Linked DNA regions of Mus musculus: region 2 is linked to region 1. Evidence: chromatin contacts called from public HiChIP or PLAC-seq data. All regions are on one chromosome and are shown on one strand. Each heading gives the region's core, a stretch centred on a gene start, on an enhancer-like site or on the middle of the called end of the contact. The rest is flanking DNA. Distances are from core to core; before and after follow the strand shown. Region 1 overlaps Cracr2a (calcium release activated channel regulator 2A). Region 2 overlaps Gm40402 (a long non-coding RNA gene).

The links. HiChIP or PLAC-seq counts read pairs in DNA pulled down with a chosen protein or histone mark.
Region 2: a RAD21 HiChIP or PLAC-seq map of pro-B cells shows a contact between it and region 1, with 4 times the contacts expected there. The contact joins two enhancer-like sites.

The regions. Positions count from the first base shown.
Region 1 is chr6:127,605,055-127,610,894 of GRCm38.p6, reverse strand. Cracr2a (calcium release activated channel regulator 2A) reads right to left here. Exons shown (of 19, transcript NM_001368877.1): 4 at 3,594-3,705; 5 at 2,149-2,332. Among named protein-coding and RNA genes, the nearest start is that of Cracr2a, 47 kb to the right of the region's middle. Within about 2 kb of position 1,459, at least 7 of the 459 cell types and tissues checked have an H3K27ac peak or open chromatin away from gene starts, as enhancers often do. A contact at or near this core is called in pro-B cells, where this site is marked.
Region 2 is chr6:127,808,574-127,814,283 of GRCm38.p6, reverse strand. Gm40402 (a long non-coding RNA gene) reads right to left here. Exons shown (of 3, transcript XR_001785370.2): 3 at 1-2,552. The region is part of intron 1 of Gm38902 (a long non-coding RNA gene); the gene reads left to right. Among named protein-coding and RNA genes, the nearest start is that of Gm38902, 7.2 kb to the left of the region's middle. Within about 2 kb of position 2,718, at least 4 of the 459 cell types and tissues checked have an H3K27ac peak or open chromatin away from gene starts, as enhancers often do. A contact at or near this core is called in pro-B cells, where this site is marked.

The DNA.
Region 1 (5,840 bases), core at 210-2,709:
CAAATGTGCAGCAGCACCCCCTGGGGCCTGGTGTCACTGGGAGCACTGGCAGGGGAAAGGGCAAGTCTGAAGGACATGGAGACACAGACAGTGGCAAGCCAGACTCAGAGGTGTGCAGGTACAGAGTGACAGGTCAGGAGAATCACTCAGAAACAGGCATGTGGGGGTGAACCCATACCTGCAGGAGCAGCAGAGAGACAAGCCATGATGACCCTTGCCACCGAGAGAAGAATGTGGAGAGCTACACTCGAACATCTACAGCCATGATTGAAGTATGTGAAACACAAATCTGACTCATCCCCCACTAAGTCCTACAGCCAATATGATCAGAGGGCAGAGCCAGGGACTCCCCGGATAAAGGAGAAAATTCTTCTGGCCATTGTAAATACTGTATTTCAGAAGCTTTGCTCAGAAGTGATGTTGTGTCAGGTCATGCTAATAGTGTCTCGTGGCATAGACATGACTCTGCATCCGACAGAAGCAACCTCTGCTGGCTGAATTCACTCACTTCTTTCCCTCTCCTTCCCTCTCTCTTTGCCTCTCTCCTTCTCCTTCATCCTTCCTTTCCATCCTTTCTTGCTTCTAGCCCATTCAAACGTCTACCTATTCACTGAGGCCATCCAATCGATTACCCATCCGCTAATCTATTCATCAGTCCTCCATCCATGCCTTCCTGGCCATGATGGCCTGAAAACCCTCAGGCAAAATCAATCTTCCTTCCCTTTAGCTGTTTTTATCAGGCCACAGCAACATCAAAGTAACTGAGACAGGTCAAGTTTTTCAACTCTCAGTGAAATGTCATAACTCACTAATTGGCAAAATCATTCCATCAGATCTCCAAGAAAAGTTGTGGGTCTGGATGCTCACTTCTGGAAGCTACCCCTTGTGGAACCCCCAAGCAGTGTAGGTGAGAGAGGCCCAAGGAGGTTATCTCTCTACTTCAGAAAAACCCACATCCCTCTGATGAGTAGAAGGCAGCTTGGAAGCCATTTCAACCTGCTGTGTTTATCTGTGGTTCTGTCATGAACAGGTTTCTCAGGTTACAGGGTGAGCCCACATTAGTGAGGCTGGGAACCTTGCCATCTTCTGTGATGGCCCTCACATGCTGTTCTAGAAACCAACTTCCAGATGTATTATTTTATCTCAGTACTACACAGGTGTTTGACATGTCCCTCACTGTGACATCCAGTGAGCACTGAATGACCAAAGACCCCTTCAACAAGGTGGCTGACAGTCCCTGCCATTTCTGACAGTGTCCTGCTTTTGGCAGTGCCCTCTCCATTATTTTCTTGCAGCGGGGGGCTTCATGGTATCTCTGGCAGTGGTACCTGGCTGAAGTTGAGTCACAAGTATGACTAATGAGCTTCCCCAATGACTGCCTATGTCTCTCCCTTCTCTGTCCTGAGTAATATTCTAGGCCTATTCACAGTTGCCATTTCTGCCCTACTGATGATGGCAAGTTTCACTTCCTACCCACTAACATCCACCAGCAGTAGACCCTCTCCTGGGGCTTGGCCTGGCTCCTTCCTGCCCAACAAACTCTTTTGCCAGAAATTCTCACCCATGTTGTGATCAAGGTTCTTTTCTGCTGATCTTGCAGGATCACCTCCAATCATTAAACCATTCCCACTTGTGGTGATTTGGGAAAAAGTGGCCCCCATAGGCTCCCAGGTTCTATTAGATACTGATAGGAGGTGTAGCCTTGGAGTAAGTGTGTTGTTTTGTTTTGTTTTGGAGGAGGTACATGACCAGGGAGTGGGTTTTTAGGTCTCAGAAGCTCAAGCCAGCTCTTTTCCTGTGGATCATGATATAGAACTCTCAGCTCCTTCTCTGGCATCTTGTCTGCCTGCATGCCACCATGTTTCCCTCAATGACAATTACAGACTAAACCTCTGAACTGTAAGCCACCCCAAATTAAATCATTTTCTTTATGTGAGTTTCCACGGTTGTGATGTCTCTTCATGGCAATAGAAACCCTATGATGCCATCTTTCATGAACACACATCCAAGCTGCCTCCAATGAGGGGCATCCTCTCCAGGGTGAGCCGATCCAAGGTCGGAGATGCTGAGAATGAACAGCAGGAAGTGAGGACAGTGGAGAGCATGGCAGACAGTGAGTAGGGAAGTATGGTGCTCAGTGTGACTTACTCTTCCAGAACTTTCTGGGCTCCAAGTCTGTCCATCAGCATCTGAAATTGTGCTTCTTCATCATGGTCCATGTCTCCCACATCCTCCTCCCCTCTAGACTGATACACTTTCTCCTCTTGGAGCTGGGCCACCTGCTGGTCAGCTTCTTCCTCTCCTTGGATATTTTGACTGAAGAAGAAGTGACCTAGGAGAGTAGAGAGCAAGAACATAAATCAGACATCCTCAGCCCAGGGAGGACTTGGCTTCCGCTGTCTCAGGGATTCATTAGAGATTTGCCCTAGAGAAGCAAAAGGGGATCCCTCTACAGCAAAGATCTGTGGACACTGAGTCTGGTTTGTGTTCTTTGATCGCCCACTTGCATTCTGATAGAGATGTCCTTTTCAGAGATCCTTAGTGGATCTCTGAAATGCATGTAGAACATGTGTCCTTGAAGGCTGTAGCTCAGTGGTAGAGCATTTGCCTAGCGGGGGCCTAGGTTCAATCTCCATTACTATTATCAAATAATAATAATAATAATAATAATAATAATAATAAGAAGAAGAAGAAGAAGAAGAAGAAGAAGAAGAAGGAGAAGGAGAAGGAGAAGGAGAAGGAGAAGAAAAAGGAAAAGATGAGGAGGAAGAGGAGGAGGAGGAGGAGGAGGAGGAGGAGGAGGAGGCTGACTTTTTGCTTCTGTGATAAGCAGTAAGGTCGTTCCTTCCAACATTTGCCAGCAGTTCGCCTTGGCATCTCCACTAAGAGCACCACCTCATACATACTGGCAACTTTCTCTATATTCACACTGGCTGGCAAGGCAGCAAACTGTCCTATCCCCTCACATCAATAGTAAGTTCCAGGAAAGGGTCAGGAAAGACATCTGATATGTTTAAGAAAATCACACCACCCTTTGCAGGCGGCAGATAAACGGGGAAATTAGCCTACTGGTTGACCTCATCTGAGGGTAGAATCTGTATTCTTTAGTTCTCTTTCCTGCTTGTGACCTTAAGAATGACAGTGCTATTCAAATCTAGAAGTTTCTCTGATATCTGCTGCCTCTAAATGCAAAAGACTCTAAGCTCAAAATACTCAGCCAGACTTAGGCTGGGCTATCCAGTTAGCACAACATTTTTGTTTTCTTATTTTGTCTCTCAAAGCAGGAAAGTGGCTTAAATCCTGACACAGTCTCCTGCTGGTGCCAAACCTGCTGGAGCTGTCTGAGCTCCCATGTGGGAGTCCTAGCAGTGACAGTCCATGGGCACAGAGGATGCCGTGGTATGAACAGTCAAGGTGGGCACATGAGAAGAGCCCAATAATCTACTCCCTCTTAACCCCAGGCTCTTCACCCACAAAGGAAAAGCAGAAAAGCTCTGGAGACAATCCAAATGTGCTGAAGGGAACAGGAAACCACCTTACACAGCTGCAGGGAGGCTCCCAGCCCTGGGTCCCCAGCACCCACCAGAACTTACTAAATCCAGTGGTGAACTCTTCTGGGGTCAGAAAGCCATTGCCATCAGCATCCAGGGCGTCAAACACATCTTCCAATTCTTCTAGACTTAGGGGCAACTCCTGATGCAGCCTCTGAAAACAATCCAGACAGCATCTGTCCACATGTTGATGGTCATGGGGGCCTAGAGCTTGGAGTGACCTCTTCCTTACCCTATTAGTGCAGAAATCCTTTGTTGGGTGCCAACTAATGCATCCAACAATTTTCTATGTGATTTGTAAAGAACCATATGTGTGTATCTATTAGCATTTAATTCTCATAATATGCCTCTGAGGTAGATACTACTATTCCTATTTTTAAAATGAAGTTTAAAGGTAAATTGCCAGTCCCAGGGTCATATACCCAAAAAGGTCAAACCCAGCTCTGACTTCAAAGCAGGCACCCTTAGTGCTGTCAAGAACCAGTGCTATCCAGGCCTGACTCGCTCTAGGTAAATGACTAGAGGATGCAGTGTTCTGAAGTTACATGAGGCCACAGGTGAGAAGGGCTCAGACACAAAACCTGGCATCTGGAAACCACTCAACCAAAGCAGGAGGGTGGGTGGAGCCTGGTGGTACAGGCCTGGAATCCTAGTCACCAGGGAGGTTGAGGCAGGAGGATCCCAAGTTCAAGGCCAGCCTGGGTAATTTGCTGAGACTGTTTCAAAATAAAAGGTAAAAACAGGGCTGATGATGTAGTTGAGTGGTAAAGAACTTGTGTAGTCTACACAAGGACCCAAGTTTGACTCCTGGTGATTGTCCTGTGCCCCCTACCCCCAAATTAAAAAGTAGTAGGAAAGGACAGAGACAGGAAGAGAGAGGTTCACAGAGCCACCATGACAGGCCAGGTTGGTGGCACTGCTGCTTCCTGGTCTTTTCCTTTGTGTACTCTCTTTCTTGAGTCATGTTGCCTTCTCTATGTGTGGGTCTTCCTTAATGGAGGCCTCCTGTGCCAGGGCCCCAGGACTACTCTCATAAGTAGTTATAGACATATTTTGTTCTTTAGCTCTGAGGACGCTTCTTACATGCCCCCAGCCCCAGTGTCCCACAACTGCCCCCCTTTGCTCTGATTTGAATGTGAAATGTCTCCTACAAGACCATGAGGATTAAACCCTTGGTCCCCCAGCTGATGGTGCCATTTTTAGGAGGTTGTGGGGGTCTAGCTGGTGGAGGTAGGTCACTGGGGAGGGCCTTGGGGGTTTAAAGCCTGCACCCACTGACAGCATGAGGGATGAGGTAGCATAGCTGTTGACACTTCCCTCTGGCAGCTGTCTGTCTGGTGTGGAATGGCCCCAGGCCAAAGCAAGAGTCCTCCTGTACCTAACAATCCATCTCCAAGTGAGGATCCCCAAGAGACTTGTTACCTCGCAGCTGGCTCGCCTCCTTCCTCAGGAACCCAAGAGCCAGCAGCACAAGCTACTCCTGTGCAAGTGACTGACAGCCTCGGCGCATGCACAGCATGCACAGGACTTTAGAGGAAGGAAATTGGACCCACATGTGGACGCTCAGAGTCCACAGGTGTGACAGCCTGTGACACACCTGCAGGGAGCACTGGGCTCACGGACTTTTAGCTGATGAGCCATAAAGCCTCATTTGGCTGTGCATTAATGTCGGCATTTAGGACACATTACCAAGTGGAAAGAGAGGCTGATGGGAAAGCCATTTGGAAGAACTGAATTAAATATGAATGGGTTTTTCAAGAAAGGAAGTGTGTGCAAAGACTCTAGAAGCCCAGCTGCATAGCAGGCGTCAACAGTCCATAAACCAGCTGTGGCAAGAACCACACGGGGAGAACTCGGGGTAGGAGAGCATTGATTTTTGCAAGCAGGGTGCATATCCACTCCATTAGAAATGAAAGACATCCCCCCTGGAGGTGGGATGAAATTTCCCTCGCTCCCAACAATCCTGGATCCCGATGCTTTCTTTGGGATTAGATTTCCTCCCTCCCTAGTCAGCTTCAGCTCGCTGGATCTGGCAAAACAGTGATAGCTTCCTTTATACTTCAGCTGGAAAGATGGGGAAGGAAACACCAAGGTCAGCAGGACCCTCAGGCTGTCTATGTACCTATACACAAAGAACACGTGGGAGTGATACCACGTTTGTTGGTAGTGTGAACCCAAGGAACATATTTCAGACTCAGGCTCAGCCACCTTCCTGAAGCACAGGGTCACAGTTTCACACATGCCCAAGTGACACTCACACTGGAGGAGAAGCTAAAACAGAGACATCTT
Region 2 (5,710 bases), core at 1,469-3,968, 200 kb before region 1:
GACTATTTTGTTGGGTGGTATATACTTCATCTTGTTATGGAGTTTGTGACCCCTTGTAAAAGACTACAGACTCAATCCATTTACAATTAAAAGAGGGAACAGACTCCGAGCCAGATTTGAGATTGCTCTGAAGGAAGGAAGGGTCTGGGGAGGGACTTTTAAAGCCCAACACATGAAGACCTTCAATATCTATGCAAGCAAGCAAAAACTATTCTGTTCTGCCACGTGGTTAAGGCAACTCAAAACAATTGTGTGTGTGTGTGGCGGGGGGGGGGGGGGGGCGGGGGAGAGCAGTTAGTCATAACAAGTGGATAGTCACAGCTGTACTGTTTTTGGAGTGGAGTGGGGTCACTGATCTAGGGTTACTGGGAACTTATCTTCCAGGACTGCAGTCAGAGACAAATGATTGACGGGTATGAAGATGGATGCCCAGCACCAATCGGAGTTTCTTTAGCCAGCACAGACTGCCTTTCATCTTCGCTTTTATACCCTTTTATAACCACCTCAAATACACCATGTGATTTTATGCTTCTGGGCCTTTGCCCAAGGCACAGTTGACCCCAGTTATCTCCTGAAATGCCTTGCTCTTCTTAAGTGACCAAATCCCTACTCATCCTTCAAGACTCAGCTTTGGTGTCACATTGGGCCCTAAGGGCATCCTCATCCTCCTCCTTGTCCCTCCTCCTGAGAAGGCACTTTCCGGGTTTCACATTCCAGTTCCATATACAGTTCCATTTGAATGGAAATGTTCATTGTGTCCTTTGTCCCTTGTCCCTTCTAGACAGTAGCTCTCTTGGGAACCGCAGGTGACTTTTCTTGGCGGATGTGTCTGCTCAGGTGGAGCATCCAAGAGATAGTTGGATTGGCACACTTTGCCTCTGGATCTGAGCTCTTTATTGGCCAGTGTACCTCCTTCTGAGGAAGCCACATGTCACTCATTGTCATGCCTGCTGTGAACACCTTGTTTTTAACCTGGCTGGTGTGTAAGAGCCATTCAATAGGTGTCATCATGTAATCTATAGTCTCCATAAGTTTTAAGAATTTCTTGAACTTTTTAGTCTTGGGATCCCTTCAGCTCTTAAAAAAAATATTGAGAACCCCCAAAGAGCTTTTGTTTATGTGGGTTATACCCACTGACATTACACTTTCAAATAGTGACTTGTTTTTAAACTGTGAAGTTATTTAAAGAGAATCCTGTTGCATACTCCTATATATTTGAACACACACTGAACAAGAAGGGTGTTGGGGGAGGGGTCAGTTTTCATCAGGATGTCCTTCTACCTCTGCAGGGCTGAAGTTTTGACAAGGTATTTCTTGTTCTGCGAGGCCCCAGGTGCAGGGCCACCTCTCTGCACAAGTGAGCAGCAAACCCTCCTCCTGGATCTCAGGGGACAACCAAAGGGTTGCCCAACGTCCCTGGGGCAGGAGGAGGGAGAGAGCATCACATCAGATGGGAGAAACTGTTTGATTATTTCGTAAATATTTTAAATGCCTCAATTGAGAGACGACACGTGGCTTTTACACGTGCTTCTGTCTTGAGCTTGTTCTGGCTGAAGCATGCAATTTAACTTCAGTTTTCCAGCGATGCACACTTGAAAAGGGAGAGATAATAGTGTTTTGATAACTTTTTGAAAATTAGTGCAGTGATTCTTATTTACTACACCAAAACTCAACAAGTGGTATTTTTATTTTTATTTTAAAAATTTTACAGCTGGGGTCTAGTCAGCCAGAGAGAACTGGCCTGGCAAGCATAAGGCTCTGACTTCCATTCCCTGGCACCAGAAGGAAATAGAGTATAATAAGAGAAACTGAACTTATTTTTATTTGCTTATCTCTTTGGGTAGGTCCATGGATCTGTATGCCACGCTGTGTGGATGCTTGAGGAGGTCAGAGGTCAGAAGAGAGCATCAGATCCCTTGAGGCTGGAGTTACAGGTAGTTGTGAAACAGCAGACATGGAACCAGCTGACATGGTGGGATGCTCTGTAAGAGCAGCAAGCACTCTTAACCACTGAGCCATCTCTCCAGCCTGCCCCACCCACATAACACGCTTAACAGTTTGTGTGTATGCATGAGTGGGTGCACGTGTACACATGTGGGTGCATATGTATCAAGAGGACAACCTGCAGGGATAGGTTCTCTCCTTCCACTGTGTGGGTCTTAGGAATTAAACTCGGTTTATTAAGGTTTGGGATCAAGCACCCGTACCTCTCTCTCCTCAAGGTATGTCCCCAGCCTGAGAAACCCAACTTCCATATTTATTGTATTCACTCTTTCTCATGGACAATCATTTTCAAGGTATACCATATATGCCTGGTGGCCAGTTCAAATAGTTAGTTGTAGGTCAGGGATCTGGAGAGGAGAAGCAGACTACTGCGTATTTTGTCATGTGGACAAACCCCAACATGTCTGTTATACCTGGTGCCCTCATACTTTGGCTTCTTATAGTTTTGTATTGTTTCAGGGCAAGAGAGTGCAGAGGTTCCTCCATCTTTTATTCTTGCTGAAGCCATTTTAGGTTTGACTGGAATCTAATCTTCTTGATGGAAAGTCCTGTGGAAAATTACCCAACTCTTTTCTGCAACCAAGGTCAAAATTCTCAACTAATCTATTTTGTCTTCTGTTAAATTTCCCGCTTGCACAAAACCTCCCCAATGCAGCTGCCCAATGAGATAACAGGATGTGGTTTTTGCCTTTAAAATCTCCTTACTCTAAACAGTCAGCTCTATACTTTGGGTCCTGAATACCAGAATGCAGTCCAAGCTTGGCTACACAGTGTGTCTGAGTAACCATCTCTGGTGAGTTCTCTGTAGCATTTTGAAGGCCCCACTGAAATCTTCAGAGACTGGACTCTGGCACTTAGAGGCCTCGGGACCCCCAGGAGCAGAAGAGTGTTCCAGCTGAGGAGGGCTCCTAGACATTGCATATCCTGAGACATTCCAGGTCTCCAGCAAAATCCTCTCTTGACCAACTGTGGGGCTGTGGGTGTAGGGGAAGAGGGGACAGGGAGAGCCCATGTCCGGCCAGAGTTCCTGTGCTCTGGGCAGGTGGACTCGGGAGGACTGCAGGATGCTTTCCACTTGGCCCCGGGTGGGCATCTGGCTGAGTGAAGCCACTGACCCCACTCGGCCGGGGGGGGGTGGGGTAGACAAGGGGCAGCCCCTGTACCAGCCCCTGTCTCAATCTCCTGCATCCTACACTGGGTATAGCAGAGGACACAAGAACAGAATAGGGGCCCCAGGGTGACACTCTTGGCCCCAGAGATACAGGAAGAGGGCAGAGGGAGAGAGATTCCCATGCAGGCCAGAGTCTTTAGTCTGGTCCTTGATGAACAGAGACAGTCTATGGTTTTAGAGCTTTATTGTAGAAAGGCAGGGAGAAAGGAGGGAAGGGGAAAAGAGAGAGAGGAAAGGCTAGAGAGTAAGAGGCTAGAGAGTAAGAGTTTAGAGAGTAAGGGGGAGAGGACAAGGAGAGAGAGTAAGAGAGCAAGGAGAGAGTGAGAGGGAGAGATCGAGGTGGGGCTAAGCAGCCCCTCTTATAATGGGCTGTGTTATCTTGTTGTTGCTAGGTAACTGGGAGGAGTCTAGCCTGAAGGTCAGAAGCTTGGGACATTGTCTACATGACTACTAGCCACATGCTTCTCTTGTGGGGACTGTGGGAGCGGTAACTTCAACAGGAGCCAGGGGTCCAGGAGACACGAGGGACCGCCTTCCGTCCCATGTAGTTGGGAATTACCACCACCAGGTTTTACCGGGGTTCAAACCTCAACTCGACTGGAGACCAGACTGTCTGTGTATAACCCAAATCCCCACAACCAACCATTGATAATCATGCTGGAGGCAACCAACAGTACCACCCAAAAAGGCAAATTGAAAGTCATCTACTCTGAACACCTCTGGAGATTAAGTTTAGTCTGTGGAAGCACCATCTGACTAGGACACAAGAGGAAAGATTTGGTGAAACTGTAGATCCCATGTCAGGGGTCCTTGTGAGACATCACTGGAGCCCCCTGGTCTATTGGACAGATGAATGTTTGGTAGCTGGTTACCTGCATTTGTCTGACTTATCTGGTGGCTGTTATTTGTATCTGCATTGTCCCTGTCTTTTTAAGTCAGTTTGTCACTCGCCTTTGCCATAGGAGAATCAAGGGAGCTTCCCAAGGACCCCTCTAAAATATATGTTAAAAACTCTTGAAAGGGCTTCTTGCCTGGGGACAATGATAGTGTTCATTTATCTCCAGTAAGACTCCACCCTCTTTGTGAACTTGAGTGGCCCTCTTTTGAAGGAGGATGGCTGCCTGAGGAATCTTTAGATCGGCAACCTTTTTCCTTCATCCAACCCCATGGTTGAAGACTTATTCTCTTTCCTTGGGAGTCAGGGTTCCTATTGATCAGGCCAGAATACTCAGAGAAGCAGAAAGTACTAAAGGTTTCCCCTGCTCCACCCAAAGAGATAGACGTACATCTCTTATTTATATTCTGAGTGGACCAGTGGGAAATTCAAGAGCTCTTGAGGAAATTGTTCTCCGCAGCAGGGAGGACAGAGGGCCAATTCTACTACTACCGATCCTTCTGTCCGCTGTGCACAAGGAGCAGCTCTGCCTATGGGGAGGTCAGGCAGGCTTTGTCTGAGGCTGCGTGACCATTGTTCTTTCTCCCATTGAAGGAAGAACTGGGACCCTATTACACATAAGAGGAAGATGAGGAAACAGGGAAAGGTCCCCTGACTCTATTTATGGGGTATGTTCCCTTCTCCACCAATGATTCATTATAATTGGAAGACCCACAAGCCTCTCTTTTTCCTAGAAGCCACATGTCCTCATTGGTCTGTTAAGAGACTGTTGTCTATACAAGCCAGTTGACTTGGGATGACTGTCAGCACCTCCTGGCCACCCTGAAGGAAGCAGAGGAGCGAGAAAGTAGAAAGTTGGCTCTGGGGTTGGGCAACAGGACACTTCCAGATGCAGAGGCCCGGACAGAGCAAACCTTTCCCTTTATTTGACCTTTTTGTGATCTTAATATTCATGCAGATAAGGGGCACTGGATACTTTTCACCAAACTTTATTGGGAGGGTTAAATGTAGAAGTCAGAAAATCTACCAACTTACCCAAGGTAAGTCAGTTACTCAAGGACCCGCTGAATCACCCACTGGATTTCTGGAAAGGTTCTGTGAAGTACAGCAAGTACTTACCCACATAGACCTAGATACCCCTACCCCAGAGACTAGAGAGCCACTAATACTGCCTTTGTTATGCAGTCAGCCAGACATAAAGAGAAAACTCCAGAAATTAGAGGAATTTGGAGGAATGAATGGCTCTCAACTTTGAAAACTCTTCAAAGTTTACCACAGCTGAGATTCAGCTGAGGACAGGGAAAGAAACTCTTCTGGGTGGTGATCACTGCCCTCAGGGAAACAGACAAGAGAGGAAATAGGGGAGCTAGACCAGGAGAAAGGGGAAAGAACCAGTCTGCCTATTGTAAGCAGAAGGCCCACTGCAAGAAGGAATGCCCTAGCAGGAAAGAAAGAGAAGGCGAGCTGCCCAATCCTACAGCTAGCTGAAATCGGATGGGGCCAGGCCTCCACGTGACTTAGCCCTTAGGAGCCCAGGATGAGAGTGAGAATAGGGGGCAAGTCCATCAACTTTGTAATAGACACTAAACAGCACACTCCTGTTTTAACAGGATCCCTAGTAATCTGTAGCTCTGTAATCT